Linked DNA regions of Oncorhynchus mykiss: region 1 is linked to region 2. A link is a contact called in public Hi-C data. All regions are on one chromosome and are shown on one strand. Each heading gives the region's core, a stretch centred on a gene start, on an enhancer-like site or on the middle of the called end of the contact. The rest is flanking DNA. Distances are from core to core; before and after follow the strand shown.

Region 1 (6,059 bases), core at 1,488-3,987, 160 kb before region 2:
TTCTCAGGGATCTACCGGGAGCTCTGTATAGAGTCTGTAAAAAACAAATACGACTGTGAAATCCAAGCAGCTTTCCAGCACTGGGAGGTGAGCATTGTTGTTGGGAAGTCCACATATCATAGCTCTACCCATGTCCGTCTTCAAACCTCTGATGTCAAATTAATTTATTTGTATGGCTTAATTGATTATCATTTGTAACCATTGATTCCTCTTTGTTTGTCTTAGAGTGAGAAGTTGCTATTGTTTGATACAGTGCAGAGTGAACTTGTGGAAAAGATCAGGCGACTGGAGGAGGACAGGCACAGTATAGACATAACCTCAGGTATCATCAAGTCATTGCGCGAGCCACTAACGTAGCATGCATAACCCAGCTCTCATATGGCTAGTTCCCCAAACAGTTGCAAGCCTAGTCCTGGACTTTAAAGCTATTTTAATGGAGCATGCTTTTTAGTCCAGGACTAGGCTCAGTCTGTGTCCAGGAAACTGTCCGATAGTGGCATGTCTTAATATTCCCTTTCCTCATTGACCCTTCTTTTCTCAGAGCTCTGGAAAGATGAGCTGCAGTCAAGGAAGAACAAGAGGAAAGATCCATTTAGTCCAGACAAAAAGAAGAAGCCAGTTGTTGTGTCAGATATCCTCTTTCATCATCTGAGTTTCAACAGAATGAGTCTCATTTTTTTTATTACAATCTTGGTCTGTGTTATGTGTGTACTTGTCCCACCCACTTTTTCACACTTGCCTTTATATACACCTGTATTTCCTTAACATCCGTACGACCATATATTGTCTACATGTTACAAGACTTGGATATACTGGAGGATTGGACAGCAGTCAGAAAGGTACCATGCCTCGTCGATGCATAGTATGGTCCTGTAGCTCAGTTGGTAGAGCCAGGATAGTGGGTTCGATTCCTGACACAACCTATACATGTATGTGTGACTGTAAGTCGCTTTGGATAAAAGCTTCTGCTAAATGTAATTTATTATTATATTAGTATGTTTTGGATTTATATGATGATGATCATATTCTAACAATTTTAATATCTTAAAGGCTGTGGCTACTTTGGGACCTCACAGAGGTAAAACTGATGGTAAGACTCAACTTCCATTTTGAATTAAAGACTTGTGCTGTAAATTGTTTACTCACTCTATTCTGTTATTGTGAGATCCTGTCCCTCATCTCTTTTTGGTTTTCTGAACCAAACTATGAATGAACACCATGCATAATAAACACAATTTAATGTCAGCAAGTTGAAATTATACTTTCTAAGAAGTTACTATACCAACTTGGATTGTGTACTTTTGTGACTAAATACATTTTTTTGTTTCCACCAAACATTAAATTCCAGTCTCCACCAATAAGAATGAAAAGTATCAGCATAATGCTCGATCAGAAGAGGGAAAGTTGAGTTATGACGGAGAATGGTACTGCCGTGGACAGATGATATGCATCGACAAGAAAGATGAATTTCCCACAAGGTGAGGATACTGGCATCCTTGGGAAATATACTTTTTTGGAAGCAAAGTATTTTATGTCCTTATTCTAACAATTTCAATGTTTAATCTTCTTCTCTTGCCCCCTGTCCAAAGAGCCATAATTACCACAATCAACCACGATGAGGTTTGGTTCAAACGACTAGACGGCAGTAAATCCAAGCTGTATGTCTCTCAGCTCCAGAAAGGCAAATACACTATTAAACACTCCTAATTTTCAGGTCAACTTGCACCACTCCCTCTCCAAAGCTCAGGAGTTATTCAAAGATCCCCATGGTGCCATCTTCTGCCTATTTCAAGTTTTCTAATGAATTCTGATTTAAATACTTAAAATACAATTTATATGAAATACAATTTTTTGTTAATTTCGTGAGATGGGTTTGGGTCCTCTAAATAGTATTGTATGTGACTAGGTGTGAATATGACCATGTTCCAATGTCATTTTTATTGGGCAAGACAGACAGATATGGAGAACATGAGTTTCCAGACTCTGTTTCTACAGGTTTGCCTTAACAGTAGCTCAAAGCATTCAGATGAGAAAATGTACTGTATAATGGACTAACACTGCAGGATCTATAGAAAGTTACATGGGACATCAGTATAGATCAGTATATCAGCCTCACATTGACAAGTATCCATTATCTCTTGCCATACCCATCTCTGCTAGTTGTACTTTTTGTAATTTATGATACATTCTTTGTAAGTGGTACGGTACTGGTGATGACTGTCTGTATAACTTTAACACTTATGTCTTACATCTTCCAATGCAGTATTCATTTGTTTCTTGCTGTCTGTCTTAATGACATTCCTACATAGGGTTTTAAAATTCTAGTAATGTTCCCAAAATTCCCAGGTTTTCCAGATAACCCGGTTGAAAGTGTCCCAGAATCAGAAGTGAATAAGCAGGAAATCTGCCCTAGATTTCTGGAAAACCTGTGAATTTTGGGAAAGTTACCAGAGCTTTGCAACCCTACTTGTACCTCACTTTGAGATGCTGTAGGTTTGCTAGAAAGGAACCACTGTCTTAATGTACAGAATAAAAGGAGCCTGCATGTTTTATATAAATAAAGGGAAAAATCTGTCTATAAACTTTGTCTGTATTTTTTTAGAGCCCAATAAAATTTTCTGAGAAGATCCAGTGAAATGCACATAACTTTTTCTACACTTAGCTTTTCCATGATCTCATGTCATGTGTGCTTGAGGTCAGCATCTATGTCCATATTTCTACAACAGAGTAAAAAAAAACATATCTTAAGCTGTTTTACTTGGGATAAAGATATGCCCCTAAATCACAGAACAGTTTGGAGATTACAGTCTTGTTTCATGTATAAAAGTTGCTGCAATACCATAATTTGTCACAACCAATTTCTCCTACCTAAACAGCCAAGTGTTTAATGAAAGCTTTTTTTTAACTTGCCCAAACACTAGTGCCAAGACTAAGATCAATATTTGAAATGTGTATTGAAGTGTAGTAATGTGAATGTTGGTGTGAAAATAATATGAACTAAACAGATCAAAAGCAGAACAAATGACTTGTATGTTGTATGCAAGGTTGCAGCAAGGAGTAGTCTTGTACTAAAGCCTTTTGGGAGAGTATCAATATGAATGTGGTGTTAAGTATTTAGATTTCATCACGACTGCCTGTATGTTCATAAACATGAGAAAAGTTGACTAAACAAAAAGTAAACATAGTGAAACAATACATAGCTGTGTGATTATGTCCTTGCATGCAGTTTGGGAAATGGCAATAAAACATTAATTAATAGTTTCACATCTGACAGATGTGAGAGTGACAGCTACCAGTGGGTATCGCTGTTTCCCTTCCGATGAACTTTTCCAACCCGTGTCGCAGCTGACGCTTCGTGGCTGTTGTGTTTTGGTCTCTGCTAGAGTCTGAACTGAAAATGACAGCGAGAAAGTCTGGGTCACGACTCGAGACAGAGATAGAACGAAGCCGTTCGGAAGGGCAATGGGACAAGATACCAGAGCTTGTACGGCAGCTCTCTGCCAAACTAATATCAAATGGTAAGATTTGCTCTGCGGTTCACTTAAAGATTTGGGGCCTGGACAGGGAACGGAATCCACGGGCTTTCCTAACCACGTCAGCGCGTCTACGTGAATGAAACTTCATTTGCGAGTGGCTGTCAAGTAGCCAGCTACTTCTAGAGGTCATGCGTCTGTAAGAATTAAATAATGATCTTGAACACACCGGTATAGTTTATATTTAGCGAAAACCCGAAGCTCCTTTGATCGTGCATACGCACTCACTTTGTCATTTCAGGCTAGCTACTGTATCTAACTAACTTGGACAGAGAGTGCAAATTCTCACTCATTAAATAGTTCTAAATTATTTTACTGAGCTAGCTATCTTACCAGTTGCATAGGTAGACTTCACATAAATAGTTTAAGAATATTTAGTCCTACATATCAGTGGCCTAATCATACACAATGGAGCGGCTTACAGAAATCAACATAAACAAAATTGAAATCTGTGCGAAATAACACGCTTCAAGGAGGGGGAAATGGTTTTCTTGACATATTTCAGTTAAATTTCTGTCTGTAAACGAGAAGTCGCCTAGCTGGAATGATTATGTCATTTAACTTCACCTTTAATGCCGCGTTCAAAACAACTAGGAACCGGCCTACAGACGTGATAAATTGACAACGTTTTCTCCGTGTTCCCAGTTGTTTTGAACGCGGCATAAATGTCCTATTTTGGCATGCAAGCATGTTTTGTTGACATAAACTGACATGCCTTCTTATGTCAGTCAGACCAGAGCATAGGGGGGTAGTTAACAAACTGGATTAGCCTACAAATAGCTTTAAAATCCAACATAGCATGAATATTTTTTTTTAATCGACATGAATTAGATTGAGCAATACAAGCGCCACTTTTATTCCATAGGCTGGGATCCGCACTATGCAGCTGTTGCAAGAGCACATCTTTCACTGGCAGTCCACTGGTTTAAAAAACAATGATCGATAAGCATCCTCCAAGCGTTTATTTAAGTTTGATAATATTTGGATGCCAACAGCAGTCACAACATTGGAAGACATAGCTTGGACTGTAGCCTACAAAAGCCTATTCCTGCTCTTTTCCCGTGATCCACACATTTGGTGTGTCATAGTGGTCTCTGACTTGTGGTCAGACTCGCTCAGGTGGAACAAACTTAAACTTTTTTTTCAGTGCTGATTTGAATGTAATTGAGAACAGAGAAGTGTCAGTCTATAGAAGGGGGTGAGAACCATGAGCCTCCTAGGTTTTGTATTAAAGTCAATGTAGCCAGAGGAGGATGGAAACTAGCTGTCCTCCTACAGTGGCTCTACCGTTCAGAGTGCTGTTGAGGGAACTGTAGACCTTCATTGCAAAACCGTGTGTTTTAATCAATTATTTGGTGATGTGATGAAAACTATACTAAATATATTATCTAAAAAGTGTAACTTTTTTAATGTTTCACTATTTTTTTTTTTTTTTTAAATTCACTGAGGATGGTCCTCCCCTTCCTCCTCTGAGGAGCCTCCATGGCTGGAGGTATAGACTAAACTCTGTTTGTGTTTCAGATGACCTGGGGAATCTGCTGCTGGGGGAAGCCAAGCTCCAGCAGTACCTCAAGGAGAACCCCATCAAGCAGGGGGCCAGCCCGAGGGGCCCAAGACCCCAGCTTGTAGAGGTCCACAAGCACCTGACCGCTGCCCTGGACCGAGGGAACCTCAAGGTAGATGTTAATGATATAACACCTTTAGCCATTAGTATTCGTCATATTCTCCAGTCTAGTTTACTCTTGTAAGTGTTATAACAGTGTAGTCCAGTCTTATAACAGTATTATAATACTGCAAAAGGGTAACACTGGTTTAATCAGGATCTGGCTCTACACTCACTGCTTTCCCAAACTGAGAGAATCCCCTTTGAATTGTATAACCTCATATTACTGCCTCACTCCCTCATGCTGCTAGTATGCACCCTTTTTCTCTGAAATCTGAACATGTATTTTTGTGTTCAGGAGAAAACATATGGCTACACAGTAACTGTCTCTTCTCTTTCCTTTTGTGCCTAGTCGGACTACATGCAAGAGGCTAGTATGTTGATGGCCAAGCTGTCCTATGTGGAGGGAGACTATAGTGAGGCCTTCAACCAGTATGGCAAAGTGACCCTGGACGAGCTGGCACTGGTGGGAGCCCCCGTCTACCGTCTCTCTATGATTGCCGAAGCATACGCTACCAAAGGTAAGAGCTTAGGGTACCATAATGCCCTCACATTACACCAGTCAGGGTTTTTCCTGGCTCAAAAAGGGGCTTAGGTGGTGGCAGTGGCCACAAGAAAACCTTTGGGTTGCCTGCCCAAAAAGGTCCTGTGCTGGAAAACCCTGCCAGTATTTCCCATTTCGAAATCTGTGCAACAAAATTGTCCAGGGGAACAGATCTATGGTACGGGAAACACTGCATAACCAAACCGTCTATTCTACTACCAAATTTCAGCTTCAATCTCAACTCCGCTTCAGTACTCGACACATTCATTCTAGTAATTTGGTGAATTTGTCTCTTCTAAAGGACATTGAGCCTAATCTG
Region 2 (5,462 bases), core at 1,972-4,471:
CCGTACCTCACTGTGATACATAGGCTTTAATTTAGGGCTAGACTATACAATGGCTTTGTTTTTCTCTGAACCATCCTTAGGCCCTTAGCCTCTTTCTCTCTCCCTGAACCTGTAGGCCTTCTTTACTTTTGGCATTATCGGTTTGTCTTTGCTTGCAGGTTTGTCTCTCTGGTGTTACCTACACCCCTCTCTGTTTGTACACTCTTTCCCGGTCCTGTACTGTCCTTTTTTCTTGTCCCTGGCTCCCTCTGTCTCTCTCCCCCTCTGTCTCTCTCCCCCTCTGTCTCTCTCCCCCTCTGTCTCTCTCCCCCTCTGTCTCTCTCCCCCTCTGTCTCTCTCCCCCTCTGTCTCTCTCCCCCTCTGTCTCTCTCCCCCTCTGTCTCTCTCCCTCTGTTGGGTTCCTTGAGCATTGGCAGCAGCAGCATTCTCTGGCAGTGTGCCCAGAAGGGAGGTCCTCCTCCTGCTCCTCACCCTACTGGATCCTCAGGGCCAGCCCACTGTAACCCCAGCCAGGACCTCCCTCTCTCTGGCCCCTCGGGCAGGGAACGAGACCCCAACACACACCCCCAACACACATGGCTGCCAGAAATCTGGCCTGGATTTGCAAAAAATGCACAACCTAGGTATGAGAGAGCACTGCTTGCTGCCATAGCTGCAGCTATCCCATCCTGGCCCAGAGACCTAAAAACACCATAGCTGCAGCTATCTTATCCTGGCCCAGAAACCTAAAAACACCATAGCTGCTACAGCATGGCATAGCCACTTTCACATCACATTGACAAGTGGTCCCTGAGGGCCATGTGGTGGTGGTAGTGTAGTGACACACAGAAGATTGGGAGTGAGGGCTTCCTGTCACTGCTATGTCCCATCTGTGTCTGTCTGCCCACATGACTGGAGCTCCACTTTTATTTAAGTTTATTAGAACATGGACAATGTACATCATCTCAGAAATGAGAAGTGATGCTTTGCACCAGACTCCAACATAGAGCTACAGCAGAGGGATGGAGTTAATCAGACACTACCCCTACATATGAGCATGTAACATCATGTGCAGTGATAGTGCCTAGTCATCGTCTATAGATTCATAGCCTCCACCCAACCTTGCTCATAAATCTCTTGCAGCAATATTCAGCACATCGACATCAATTGGTTATGCTGCTTATTGTTGAATTTGTAACTTATTGTTACAGAATGGTAGCCCTAGACAGAAGAGCACCCCCCCCCCCCCCCTGGCACTGCCAAGGTTGTCAGGCACCCTGCATTTAGGTTGTGGCCATTCCATGCCAGTAAAGCGAGAATAAGAAGAATCCAATCAGACAGTGGCCTTTTCTACATGGAGTCACCACACTAACTCTGATAGAGCAGATCAGCTCAATACACTGGGGCTGTCTTCTAGTACGTTCATTTCCTTGTTAGGGCACGCCGCAGGATCCTGTGGCATGACCAATACATTTGAAAATGTGATTTGATTTACAGCGGGGCAGGGTCAATGTCCCCACAACTACAGCAGAGAGCAGAGGACCCACCCATCTACTGAGGCATTACTACAGACGAGAGCAGGGGAGTGGAGTCGACACAACCTTTTAGTACACGCCTTCACAGCACAGCAACACACATCTAAAAAGATTCCTTCTTATGATTGTCCACCACAACCAATCAAACATTAGAGCGAGGGCCGAAACAGTGGACACACAGATTCAGAGACTACAATCCATAGCTTTGTAATCCCCACATTGGTGGAGACAGTACGTCCATGCTTTTGGAGAAACAATGTGTGCATTGAGCACAAGAACATGACTTACTTTGAGAATCATGTTTTAATGCTGTTCTCCCGCTGCTACAACCCAATCCCTCCCATGGAGACAGGCGATAGAAAAGTATGTTGGAGGTTGAACCTCCAGTGACAATGGTAATTACTAACTGAAAAACAACATGATATATGGAACAATGTAGATCTGTGTATAAAAAGTGGTAAGACCAAGGCATAAATCAAACATGCACGGTCATGTCAGAGATAGGGCAGCTACAGTTATTCCAAGAGTACCATATCACTTTCGACCTGACAAGTAGTATACAAGAATGTCACAGATTACATTTTTGATCAAATTGAAGCCATTGGTGTTTAGAAATCGTATAACAACAAGTCTATCAATTATTTGTAATTACCATAGAACAAAAAGTGACTGACAGCATGTATCAAACTCCGTTAATATTGCAAAGACGTAGACTTTAATTCCATAGATGAGTTTCTCCCTAATGTCTCTTGAGGCAGAAAGATGAAACTATGCATTCTACATCATACAACAGTAATATAACCTGAAAAACACTGATCATAGTAAAAATGATACACGATCTGGTGAACTGCTGGTTCATAGTGGCCTAATACAAACGCAATATCTTGTCAAATTCCTAGAACATTGTATATAATTCTGAATTACAGTGATTTTATGGGGGCGGGTGTACGATAGGTACAGCGGTAGATCGTATGCACTGCTCCCTCGAACCGCATCAACAGATATTTGTTCGCTGCATTGAGAGGTCCGCTTGTGCATGTGGAAAATATAAAAATCTCAATGGTTGTTCAGCTTTATATCGATCATAATTGGATAGCCCACATTCTATATTACACATATATTATGTTACAGAATCTTAACACGTTCCATTACCGGATCAGCACACGGGTTTTGTTAAACATTAAAACCGTAAAATGCTAGTTTCACGGGCGCATGGAGTCAGGTCTGGCTCGCTGACATGAAGTAAATGCCGCGATCATCATCAGACAAAAATATACTTTTGAGTTATCATCATACGTCTTAAATATCGCTCCATCAAAAACACAATCAGCAATGCATAGGAATTGTAGGAAGGATCCTATAATCAATAATTGTAACACCCAAAAATTTGACAAGCTAGCGTCGACGCACGATCACTCCGACCGTCACTCAACGGTTCACGCGAATCTTCCTCCGCAGGAAAAGCATGCATTCATGCAACGAGGAAACCTTACCATTGCTTGCTTAAATTATATTGAATTAAAAATAATATTTCCAACGCAGCACATGATATAATACTCACCATGTCTGTCGGCGCTGAATGTGTTAGTTTTCTAAAACTAGACTACGAGATTGACCAGTTCCCGGGACCTCTACTGATGGGTTGAAGGTGTGTATCTCTCGCGAGCTCTGTCTATATAGCTTGGTGTATTCCTCCGCCGCTGAAAACCCTCCTCACTCACTTCCGCATTTTCCCACTGCAGGACAGGCAGCATGTATCACTCCCTCCCTCCCTTATCAGAAAACTTGCCGGACAGAGTTGTTATTTGTATTTAAAAAAAAAAAAAAAAAAACTTTAACTACGCAAGTCAGTTAAGAACACATTCTTATTAACAATGACGGCCTACCAAAAGGCAAAAGGCTTAATGCGGGGAAGGGGGTTGGGATTTAAAAAAATAAAAAATCTATTAAGTAGAAAAATAGGACAAAACACACATCAAGACAAGAGAAACAACACAACACTACACAAAGAGAGACCTAAGACAACAACATAGCATGACACATGACAACACAGCATGAAAGCAACACAATATGACAACAACATGGTAGCAACACAAAACAAGGTACACACATTTTTTGGGCACAGACAACAGCACAAAGGGAACAAAGGTAGAAACAACAATACATCACACAAAGCAGCCACAACTGTCAGTAAGTGTGTCCATGATTGAGACTTTGAATGAAGAGATTGAGATAAAACTGTCCAGTTTGAGTGTTTTTTGCAGCACGTTCCAGTCGCTAGCTGCAGCGTACTGAAAAGACGAGCGACCCAGAGATGTGTGTGCTTTGGAGACCTTTAACAGAATGTGACTGACAGAACGGGTGTTGGATGTGGAGGATGAGGGCTGCAGTAGATATCTCAGATAGGGGGGAGTGAGGCCTAAGTGGGTTTTATTAATATGCATCAACCAGTGGGTCTTGCGGTGGGTATACAGAGATGGCCAGTTTACAGAGGAGTATAGAGTGTTATGATGTGTCCTACAAGGAGCATTGGTGGCAAATTTGATGGCCGGATGGTAAAGAACATCTAGCCACTCGAGAGCACCCTTACCTGCTGATCTATAAATGATGTCTCCGTAATCTAGCATGGGTAAAATGGCAATCTGAATCAGGGTTACTTCGGCAGCTGGGGTGAAAGAGGTGCGATTACAATAGAGGAAACCAAGTCTACATTTTACTTCAGCCTGCAGCTTTGATATGTGCTGAGAGAAGAACAGTGTACAGTGCAGTGGCACAAAAACCTAAAGCCACACACATAGAACAACACAGACCAGTGACCAATTTGCCTTTGGCGGCAGGAAGCCTAGCGGTAAGAGCATTGGGTCAGTAACCAAAGGGTCACTAGTTTGAATCCCAGAGCTGACAATGTGATCTGCCAAGGCACTTAACCCTAATTGCTCCATGGTAGCTGTTGATATACTCTCCAAGAGTGTCTCAGGGGAGTTGGGATATACAAAAAAAATTAAAATTTCCAATTCACATATGCATATAATACTCACTTGTAGCCTACATATGTGAAATAGGACAAATATAAGCACTCACCAAATGTGTTTATTTATTATTTCATACAGACAGTATCTGACACTTACTGGTACAAGTACTCCTACTCATATATTAATACATTTGGATTTGACCAGCCATTCCTTGAGTTATTGTTGCATTGGAGATAAGCAACACCAGACAGAGTATTAAAAAGAAAAAGTGCACGTAAGATGTTGTTGGCAGAATAGCTGGCATTCCATCATCACTTCATGATAATTGAAGCTATGAAATGTGCATTACATTATTACTTTAAAAACAAAATAGGCCGATGGTGATAATCGGACAATAAGAGATTTATTTAGGCTAGCCTATTTGTCATATTGAATTAATATTCATTACCCAATATCATTCATTGACAAAATGACGAATAATGTAGTTTTATAGTTGGCCTGTTTGGCTATAAAACTGATGAAAATTACATATTTATTTCCAATGTTTTTGCAAACTCAGAATCAACTTGTTTTCAGCATTTGTCATGAAATCCGAAATATATAAGGAGCATTCCTTCAGGGGATCACTATTCAATATCTATAGCCAATATTTTAAATTCTGCATGCTGTTTTGTGATTATAGAAAAACTAAACCCTAATAAGGTATATTTACAACCAAAACAGTAAATACAAAAATCTGTAAATGATTGACATACATAGGCACAAAATAAGTTGTGACATTGGCTTTGGTCATGTGGCCAACAGTGCAGCTGTAGTATAATTCGACAGATGCCGGTCTGTCCAGTGACTCCTCACTGCATACCGTGCCTATGAATATACAGGTTTCTGATGCGCTCGAGCTGGAACATGGCGCTCTACTTTATGCAACGCACTGTTTTATCTCTGCGGAAGAATACTCAAAAACACTGGCCAGTGT

The links. A called contact is a pair of places that touch in the nucleus more often than the background predicts.
Region 1: a contact with region 2 is called in a Hi-C map of liver, with 3 times the contacts expected there. The contact joins the promoter of LOC110505731 here to the promoter of calm1a in region 2. A contact is called at or near these places in 2 of 3 Hi-C or Micro-C datasets (blood and liver).

Annotation. Positions count from the first base shown.
Region 1 is chr25:27,851,138-27,857,196 of USDA_OmykA_1.1, reverse strand. LOC110505731 (tetratricopeptide repeat protein 7B-like) reads left to right here and starts at 2,737. Exons shown (of 21, transcript XM_036962931.1): 1 at 2,737-3,518; 2 at 5,055-5,209; 3 at 5,549-5,717. The coding sequence starts at 3,398. It overlaps brms1la (breast cancer metastasis-suppressor 1-like protein-A), which reads left to right. Exons shown (of 11, transcript XM_021585135.2): 5 at 8-87; 6 at 226-322; 7 at 542-631; 8 at 775-839; 9 at 1,051-1,090; 10 at 1,349-1,478; 11 at 1,590-2,578. The coding sequence ends at 1,707.
Region 2 is chr25:27,692,607-27,698,068 of USDA_OmykA_1.1, reverse strand. It overlaps calm1a (calmodulin-1a), which reads right to left and starts at 3,221. Exons shown (of 6, transcript XM_021585131.2): 1 at 3,076-3,221. The coding sequence starts at 3,078.